2 separate regions of the Anas platyrhynchos genome follow, and region 1 is linked to region 2. A link is a contact called in public Hi-C data. All regions are on one chromosome and are shown on one strand. Each heading gives the region's core, a stretch centred on a gene start, on an enhancer-like site or on the middle of the called end of the contact. The rest is flanking DNA. Distances are from core to core; before and after follow the strand shown.

What was found. Hi-C and Micro-C count contacts between places; a contact is called where the count stands out from the background.
Region 1: a contact with region 2 is called in a Hi-C map of subcutaneous adipose tissue, with 2.8 times the contacts expected there. The contact joins the promoter of TMEM220 here to the enhancer-like site in region 2. A contact is called at or near these places in 5 of 8 Hi-C or Micro-C datasets (F1 follicle, F5 follicle, skeletal muscle and 2 more).

What each region holds. Positions count from the first base shown.
Region 1 is chr19:12,279,432-12,284,292 of IASCAAS_PekinDuck_T2T, reverse strand. TMEM220 (transmembrane protein 220) reads right to left here and starts at 3,563. Exons shown (of 6, transcript XM_072025822.1): 1 at 3,359-3,563; 2 at 2,198-2,258; 3 at 144-267. The coding sequence starts at 3,445.
Region 2 is chr19:12,167,844-12,172,363 of IASCAAS_PekinDuck_T2T, reverse strand. No RefSeq gene overlaps it. Among named protein-coding and RNA genes, the nearest start is that of MAP2K4, 100 kb to the left of the region's middle. Within about 2 kb of position 1,778, at least 2 of the 8 cell types and tissues checked have an H3K27ac peak or open chromatin away from gene starts, as enhancers often do. A contact at or near this core is called in F1 follicle and subcutaneous adipose tissue, where this site is marked.

The sequences.
Region 1 (4,861 bases), core at 2,314-4,813, 110 kb before region 2:
TAACTCTGTGATCCTTTCTCCTTAGGTTGATTCCCCTGGACTGACACCATCATTGCAACAGCTCAGTTGAGCTTATCAAAGTGACCCACCAGAAGAAGATGGCCTGGCACACCAAATTTGTGCAGGGAAAATTCACTACATACCTGCCTTCCTCTTCATGCAAAATGTTGCCCTGAGTGTACGCAACCAAAGAACAAGCCAAGGCAATGGTTCCAAAAATACAACCAGCAGAATGAAGGTCACAGAGACTTCTCCAAACCGCGTTTTCTGAGGAAAAAAAATAGGCTGGCAGGAACTGCAGCATAGTTTGAAGTGAACTGAAAAACAACTGAGCTGCTGAAAAACAGATACCTGCAACAAGCACATACATCTCAGGTAGGAAGACAGAATTAATACCAGCATCTTTATGACCAGGGAAACCTTCTAGAAAGTGCTGTTGGAATTGTATGCTAGTGGGCTTGGGTCTTGTTTTCCTAGGAATGAAACCTCTTGGCAGCAGTGCATCAAAGAAAACAGTTTCTTAATCACACTAGCAAACAAAGCAGGCTCCAGCATTCAATATGCACAGAAGATGACATGGCAGATTACAAATGGAAGTTTGCTTAAGCAAAAGGAATGCCCCTTCTCGAGTGCAAACCACGTTCCCAGAGGATCCAAGGCACCAGGGAGTGATTCCCAACCCTTAGCAGCACCAGTGAGCTACCACCACAATGCAGGGAGCTCCGTCCTTCACATTCCCTGATAAGCCTCTATCTAACCTTTCACCAGTGATCACGACAAACATTGACATCTCTGCCTGTGGGCTGGGGACTGATGTTTTAAAGACAGAAAAAGAGATGTGAAAAATCTGAACGGACCCACAGATTTTTATGGTTTACCATGTTCATCCCCAAGAGCTCATGGCAGAGAGGTGAGCAAATGATACAGGCAGTGCTTCATCTGTTCCCAACAATGTCAACAGCAAACACCACAAAGTAAAAAGTAGCCTTTCCTAGTCATTGACCTCTCCAGGAAAGCATTAAAGATGATGGGCTGCCAAAATTCATGAACTTGGTATGACCTAACTTCGTAACTGATCCTACAGTAAACTGAACTTACTGCATCTCTGCAGAGGCTGAATCGGAATCTTCCATGGACATGAATGATAAATATCACTTGTCAAATTTACATAAATGTCAAATTACACAATTGTGCTATTTTAATATTTATTTCTTAGAAATCATGGTGCAAGTAACAAATTTGTAAGTTTAATTTGCAGATTCTCTTGATCAGCCAAATGCCATTATGTTGAGGCTACACCTACCATACAAATAGACCTCCTCTGAAATATTCAACATCATAGATGGGTTTTGGTTTTATGAATGCTGCCACTTTGTGTGCCTAAGGTACCTAGAATGGTGAGATAGTGTAAGAGTGTGGTTTGTGACAATAACATGTACTCTTGAGGATTTTCCTTTCTGGTATAAGTATGGTTTTAGTTTGTCCAGATTAAGTATTCACCCAGCTAAAACACAGTCACTTTTTGTATATCAAGAGTGGTCATTTTAAAATTATCTCCAATGGATTAAAACGCACACACAAATGAATTTTCTGGAGTCCTGGACCAAATCTGATCTGACCAGTTCTTTCAACATATCATATGGTGTTAGCCCTCAGCATGCAATGTTGGAAAGTCAGTCATAGCATGGACTGCAAGTCCCCACCACTGCCCTTCCTCTCTTTGGAGCAGCTGTATTACAGCTAATGCGTGATACTAAACAAGACCTTTAGCTCTTTCAAACCATTGCGCTGAGCTTAATTTCTTTTATATGAGATAGATAAGCAAAAACACAGCTTTAGAACAGGAAAGCCATGTTGATTAGACTATGTGCTAGGGTCAACATCAGAGACAGGTTCAGAACGTGCTCCCAGACTTGTGCTCTATGTGCTCCACTTATTCCATGACTGCTTAAACCAGGGTGCAGTCGAAGAAGCAGGCCTTTATGCAGGCCTCCTGGGTTTGCTTGCAGCAAGTTCAACTACAAGTACTAAAGCAAAGACCAACTTTTGTAGAAGCAGGTACCACAGCTTTCTGCCCTCAAAAAATGCAGTAGGACATGTTTCCATGCAGCCTGATCTTAATCCGTGACTCAATGAAAACAAACTTTCTGGAGGCAAAATTTGAGTAGAGATTCTGTTTTACACACCAATACTATACCTGTTACTGAGGGGTTAAGGCCAACAAGCAGTGTAAGAGCAGCTGGCACCAAGTAGATAACCTGTTAATGAAACACAAGTATACTCAACAGCAAAATTTTTGAGGGTAAGGAAACAGAAGCAGTCACCCATACCAGCACTTCTTTTCTACAGCAGTTTGCCAGATGCACAGAACAGCCATACAACTCTGTCCCTCTGGCATGCCCTGGTACTGCTAGTGCTCTTCTGAGTGCAGCAGCAAGCCAGCGCTTCCTTACTCACCACCCAAATCCTTGCACAGCACAGCTGTGAGACAGTCAGCTGAGCACCAGTCCTTGTGCCTTGGCTTCAGGCTTACCTAAGCTCTTGCTGCCCAATCAGCCCGCTGCACCAGCCCTGAGCTGCAGTGTGGTCCCCAGGGAGAGTCCCTGTAAGAAACATTCCCCTGCGCCATGACCTCTGCCTGTGCTGGGTGGGAGCAGAAGCAGCCTCTGCTGCCACATCCCAACCCCGCCACTATCAGCTGGGCTCATCTGCACAAGGGATGTACCGGCCGTGCATGGACATGGAGAAGACAGGGACTATCCCCACCTACCCAGTGGCTCCTGACAGTACAGAGAGACCCCCCCGGGCCCCTGCAGCTCAAAGCCTTGCTCATACTGATCCAAGGCCACTGGTGGCTGTTCCCATGCCTGAGAATGACAGGAGTGGGCAGAGAGGTGCGAATTTTCTTTAGGTTTCTTCTGAGACTCAAGGGTCCCTGCTGAGGTCAGTGGTGACAGAAGGTGAGCTAAGGCAAGCACAGGTGATGACGGAGACCTGGTGGTGACAAGGTCAGGAGGCCTAGAGCCCAGGCAGGGGGGAATCAGAGGTTTGGTGCTCTGCACGCTGGGGGCAGAGCCTCAACCCCAAGCAGACAGCCCCGCAGAGCACAGCACCTACCTTCCGCCCTGCGTCACGCTCCAGCCCCTACTCACCACCCACAGCCCGGCGTCGGGGTCGTTCACCTGCAGCGAGAAAACGCAGGCTGAGCCTCTGCACCCTCTGTGCGGGCTGGGCCGGGCTCGGCAGGCGGGACAGGGCAGGGAGCAGAGTGTGGGGACCCCAGCCTGCCTCGGGTCGCACCAGTGCCCGGGCCCACCGAGGCCTAGGGCAGCCCCAGGCCCTCGCCCACTGCCCTCACCTGCACGGCAGCCGCCAGCCCGAAGAAAGTGGCCATAAACAGGTTGCAAAGCTGCCACAGCCGCCCCGCCAAGCTACCGCGCGCCATGACCGGCGCCAGCCTCCGCCTACCGCTTGCAGACGGACGGCCGCTGAAGCCGCGCGTTCACCGCCCCGGGCCCGCCCGCTGGGCTGGCTGCGGCCGCCCTAAGGGGACGGCCAGAGGAGAGGTGCGGGGGCGTTCTCTGCTCGCGAGAGTCAGATGATATACCAAAGGGCAGGGGGCACAAGTGGTTGGGCTTGGAAGGTGTTGACCTCTGTCCCCACCAGGAGGGTCGTGCAGCCTGCCACAGGTCGCCAGACAGGCTGTGCAATCTCTGGCTTTGGAGGTTTCTGAGGCTTGCTCCCCTGATCTGCTGTTGGTGATAATCCTGCTTCAAGTGACATGTTGGGCTAGAGATGTTCAGACATTCCTTCACACCATCACGGCCATGTTTCTGAAAAACTCGTATATGGAAGAAAATTAGATCTTCGCCCCATGAAATAAACATGAAAAACCTATACAGTAAGACTTCTAAGTAGCTATGCAAAAGCATAAATCCTTCAAGAGGGGCCCTGCAGCCCTGCAGTCCCTGCCTGAGCTATGCTGTAGCTATGCCCATCTCTGGCTCAGCCACAGCCACGTCTGTGTTTGCCTGCAGAGCCTACTGGGAAGAAAGATTCACGTATATTAATCTTGGTGGCAGGTATCTGAAACAGGATTTTTTTTTTTTTTTTTTTGGCTACTGTAGAAATAACTAAGCCTGCTGACAGCTGGCATCACAGAAGAGAAGGATGTCATTCCCAGTGAGCTTCTCACAGGCATCTTGTCTTTTCCAAAAGCCATGAACGGAGACAGCTCTAGGTATCACAGATTGGAAATTTGATGATCTTGAAGAACCACGGGTATACGAGAGGAATAGCAAGTGAGGGATAAAAGGAGGCTTTTTTTTTTTTTTTTTCCAGCCAGGAGATTGGGATTTAAATCACTGTTTTTGTAACGACCCTATAGTCTAGGATTCATTTTATATTTAAGAAGACATCCAGTCTTTTTGTATTGTCTGGACAACAAAAGGGATATACTCAGAAAAAACAGTACTTCCTCATCATTTCCTGATCATTTATCACCCAAAGTGACAATTATTTACAAAATGAAAGGGGATTCTTAAGAAATATATCTACTGTGTCCATCTACCAAAGCTGAGTATCTGCCAGATTATTTCTCCCACTGGTTTCAGTAGCAGCATTCAGCCCCACGCAGAATTAGTTCTCACTGAACTGTTATGTGGAAGACACATGAATACATTTGTGGAGGGAATTAATGTTCACCTTGTCCTGTTATTTGTAACCATCTCTTCCCTTGAGCGGGTTATGAGAAATGAAATTACTGTGGAGAATGTCAGAGAAGTAAGAGCCCTCTTTGTAAATGGCTGCCATTGTTACAGCTCCACTGAGTAGGCTTTATGGCTCATAATAATTGTGTTAT
Region 2 (4,520 bases), core at 529-3,028:
ATCTGGGGATAGAGCAGCTGATGCTCACAGCCTTGTAGGCTTATTTTATTTTAATGTGAGCTGTCACTGTCTGCAATGTTCAGATGACTTGAGGGTATTGAGTCCTGAGTAATTCCTACTGCCAAGAATCCTGGTGCTGGGATAAGTGTCTCCTGCCTGGAAGCCATGGAGGGCTTGGAAACCATCCAGGTAGGTGAAAAGAACTGGACCCCAGCAGCTCCACCAGGAAAGAAGATGGTGTCTGGGCAGAGGGACCATCCACAAGTGCCTGCAATGCTCAAAGTGGCTGGATGGGACCACACCAGGAGTGCGGGATTGGTGAGAGGGAGAGCACAAACATACTGGCAGGGATCGTTGGTCACACGTAACACAACTCAGGACTAGAAGTACTTACGAACTGGTGGAGCAGCAGGACATTGGCTCTCACAGTGTTCCTTCACTTGGAGGCTGAGAATTTTGTCAAGAGAAGGAAAGGCAGGCAATGGAGCTGAAGAAAGGCTTGCTACATAGAGATACATGATGTGATAGGTTTGAGGTGGTTGAAATCTGTCAGCTTAAATAAATTCAGTGGTTCCATCACATCAAAGTGTTGGTTTTTTTTTTTTTGTTTGTTTGTTTGTTTGATGTTTAATTGATTTGTTTTGTTTTTTGAAGTTTCCTGTTCACAGCACAATACCTGGGACATTTTTGGACCACTTGCTGTCCTCACTCTTCAGCCAGAATTCAAGACTGCTGCTGATTTAGTGATCTCCAGGCAGAAGATAAAATCCACTACACACTGGGGTAAAAGTCCTTTCCTGCTGGGCAGATACTGGAGCAGCTCATCACCTCATAGCTCCACAAATGGGAGTTGCCCTGGGATTGTGTTCCTTTTGCACCACAACCTTCGTGTACTAAGACCCGTGCCTGAGCCGTGACACAGTTGCTGCTCCTTCAAGCGTTGGACCACCCCAGCATTCCTGGTCTGAATGAGCTGTGATGGCTTCTTCCAGCCCTGGAGCTAGGGATCCCCCCATGGCCAACATGACCAGGTCCACATCTCAGCTCTTGCTTTCCCTCTGTAGCACTGCATGGGCTCTGAGGGTGCCCCAGTCTCTGCAGGCGGTGCCGAGCTGAAGAGTAACACTTTCAGCTGATTGACAGGGAGACTTTGAGCTGCTGGCTACTGTCCCTGTGCCCAGTGGTGCACCCTGACACCTCATACCACTTCCTCATATCTTTGTGCCTATCTGCAGGGCTGAGGTGCTCCTGATATCTTCACCAAGCATTATATAGCACACAGAAATTATATCTTTTCATTTACATTTATTATGTGTCTGTGGTACTCCAAAAGCAATTCAGATGAGTCCCAACTCCTCTCTGTGTGGACATAAGCAGTACACATGGACATGTGCAGTACCACCTATTCCCATGTGGAGTATTTTGAGTTTTGTAATCTATATTTCCATACATCTTCTGCTTTGGCTTCCCCTACCCTTCCTCCCCACCTCTTGTCTCCTTGAATTGCCTGGTACAAGTAAACAGGGTGCTGAGACCCAGCTTCCTCCCGGAGGCACTGCTTAGAATAAAAGCTCCATTTGCAGTCTGAGTCCCGAAGCAAATCACAAGCGTGGTCATTGCTTTCAACGTGTGAAGGATGCAGAGGAAGAATGAATGGCTGCTCTGAAGAACAGAAGTGAGCTCTTGATTTTTTACGTTGTGTTCAACGCTGTGCAAATGTGTCGAGAGCAGGCTGAAGCACAAACTCCCCCTCCTGGCGATACAGCGTACCACTGCTGTGCTGGGAATAGAATACAGAGCTGGCCGCTTGGCGTGTCTGTCAGGCAGAATGTGAACACAAGCCGTTATCCTTATATGTATCCCGGACAGGAGGGCTGGCCAGGTCCGACTGCCAGGAGAAAACCAGTTTCTCCAACCGCTTGTTACTTCAAGCTGCAACCCTCTGCTCAGCTGGCATGCAGCACCAGAGTGCCAGGTGCAGGGACGTTACTTTGCAGGTGGAGCTGTGGCAACTCTCCCAAAAGCACATGCAGGATCTGAAAGCAGGAAGGGTGAAAGGATTTGGTGTACATAAAGGCTGAGTGCTCACATTAGAGTAGATGCTACACTAGAAAGCTGTTGGAGGTGTTCTGTGTGACCCTAACACCTCGTTAGACACCAGACACCTGCTCTGGTTCATTGTCGACAGTGATCTGTCCATTTTTTTTCCATTTTTTTCCCATTATTGACATGTCAGCCACCTCAGACAGAAATAAAAGAAAAAAATAGGGGTGAGAAAAATCCAGATCCATCTTTTTTTTTTTTTTTTTTTTTTTTTTTTTTTTTCCTCTGCTTCTGGGAGGAAAAATAACTTTCATGGCCAACAATGGAGGACGTCTCACCTTTGGCCAGATGGGAATGCAGCTTTTTGGATAGAGATGCAGTTAGATAATAATGCAGCAATCCAGATTATGTTCAATCAGCTTATTTTGAGAAGAGGAAGAGATCCTGCCTGGCCTCCCAGGGAAAATAAGTTTCCCATCAGATTCAAGATGGACTGAGATCCTGTCCTGTGCAGCACACCAAGCAGTTCCACAATGAACTGACTACAAGTGATTTGACTTGAGAGACTGTTGTGTGTTTATGAGGCCTGCCAGATAATTGCAGAACTGGTTCATGAGCCACCCAGTTCACGACCATTTTTAGTCCCACAGACCCTGGAGTCATACTGAAATCTCAGAGGTAGACAGAAGACCAGGAGTGCTGTTCCATGCCAACAAGTGCACCTCAACAAGTTGAAGATGCTTTAAGAGAAAATACCAAAACACAGAAAACTGTGCGTGGTGGGCTGTTGTACCACAACCTTTTGCATAGCTCAGACAACGTCTGTTCTCTTAGCCCCCCGCAGCAGGATCATGTGCTTCTTTCTCTTTTTCCATTTGCACCTGAGCTTATGCTGGAAAAACAAGGGGAAAATAAATGAGGAAGGACAGAAACAGATCCACATCCTGGGACTCCACATCACAATGATTTACTGAAGACATTTGAAATTAAGCTCAATTTAAAGAGGTTGGTGGAAACCTTATTGAAATCCAGCCAATTCCAGTTTCCTGTGAAAATGCCAGTGTGGCTGACTTCACTTTTTTTAATGGAATCACTGTCAGCAGTACATTTCTAGTGAATCTTGCTGGAGCCACTTTGCATGTTGCTGGCTATACTTGGCACCAGAAAGGGGAATTACTTGGATGGGCCCATACAGTGGGAGTGGGAGAATTTCAAGTGTCCCTGCAGAGAATTTTCTTACCACATGAGCAACTCGGGAGACACTCAGTGGCATCTACTGAGGTCTTGTACTTTTGTTTTTAGAGCTTCTGGAATAGTTTAGCTTGCCTGGAGCTTTTCTTCAGTTTGTTTAGCTGTAACAGCAACTATCTAATGACAGCATGATCATTACTTGCTTTGTTTTAGCTTTCTTACAATTGTGTGATGTAACACTGTTACATACATATTTTGTAACTACTAATAATGAGTAGTTATTCTGTGTAGAAAGATAGATCTATGACTCTATAGTCAAATGCAGTGTAGAAGACTATAGACATGGGATGACATTAGGGGCCTGAAGAAACAGGCACAGGATGAAGCCATAGACCCAGGTCTATAGACAACTCACCAGTGGCCAGTCATTGGTCATCAAAGGAATGCTTTTTTTTTTTTTTTGGGGGGGGGGGGGGGGAGATAAGGTAACACCAGCCTTAAACAAAGATGAAGAACATATGTAGAACAAAGAATGTACATTAAATTCAAATGTAATGTGGAATTATAGACCACCTATATGAAGAATGAGCAACTGAAGACCATATTAGGAAAGGTATAAAAATGACACACACACCCCTTTCCTTACAGACAATTGTAAAGTGAGGAGGAAAAACATATCAGCATTGATAGCTTGTTCCTCCTGGCAGGGACTGAGGATGCTGACATGTGCCATGACATCGCATACCCTCATCCTTGGGGCTGAAGGCATCAACTCTAACCTGCAGAGAGGTTCAGAGAGTGAGAGGAAGGTGAGCAGAGCCCTAGAGGAAGGGGATAAATACAAGAAAGTCTTTGAACATAGATGTTAATTGTATGCAAAAAACTATTAGTGTCATTGTAACAGTACTAAAAAATATTTTTTTATTAATCTCTTAAGACATCAATGAAACTAACAGTAAATTCATGGCTTTGTGTTAAAAGTATATTTCATTTTGTCTGTAGCAAAATTTTGAGTGTAACAAAATGGTAGGCATACAAAGAACCTAGTTGGTAAATTGGATACAACAAATTGGAAGCAGATTGAGTGTGGAGGTGCTGTGATTAAAAAAAAGCATCTCTATGAAGGCCAACTTCTCCTCCTCTGGGTAACCCCAGCAGTGCAGATACCTTTGGTGGTATTGAAAAAAAAAATTTCATACTACCATAACACTATCAGTATGCTATTGTGAACAAATGCTTGGCTTTAAAACAAGATGGAGACTATGCTGAAGCCCACTCAGAACCTG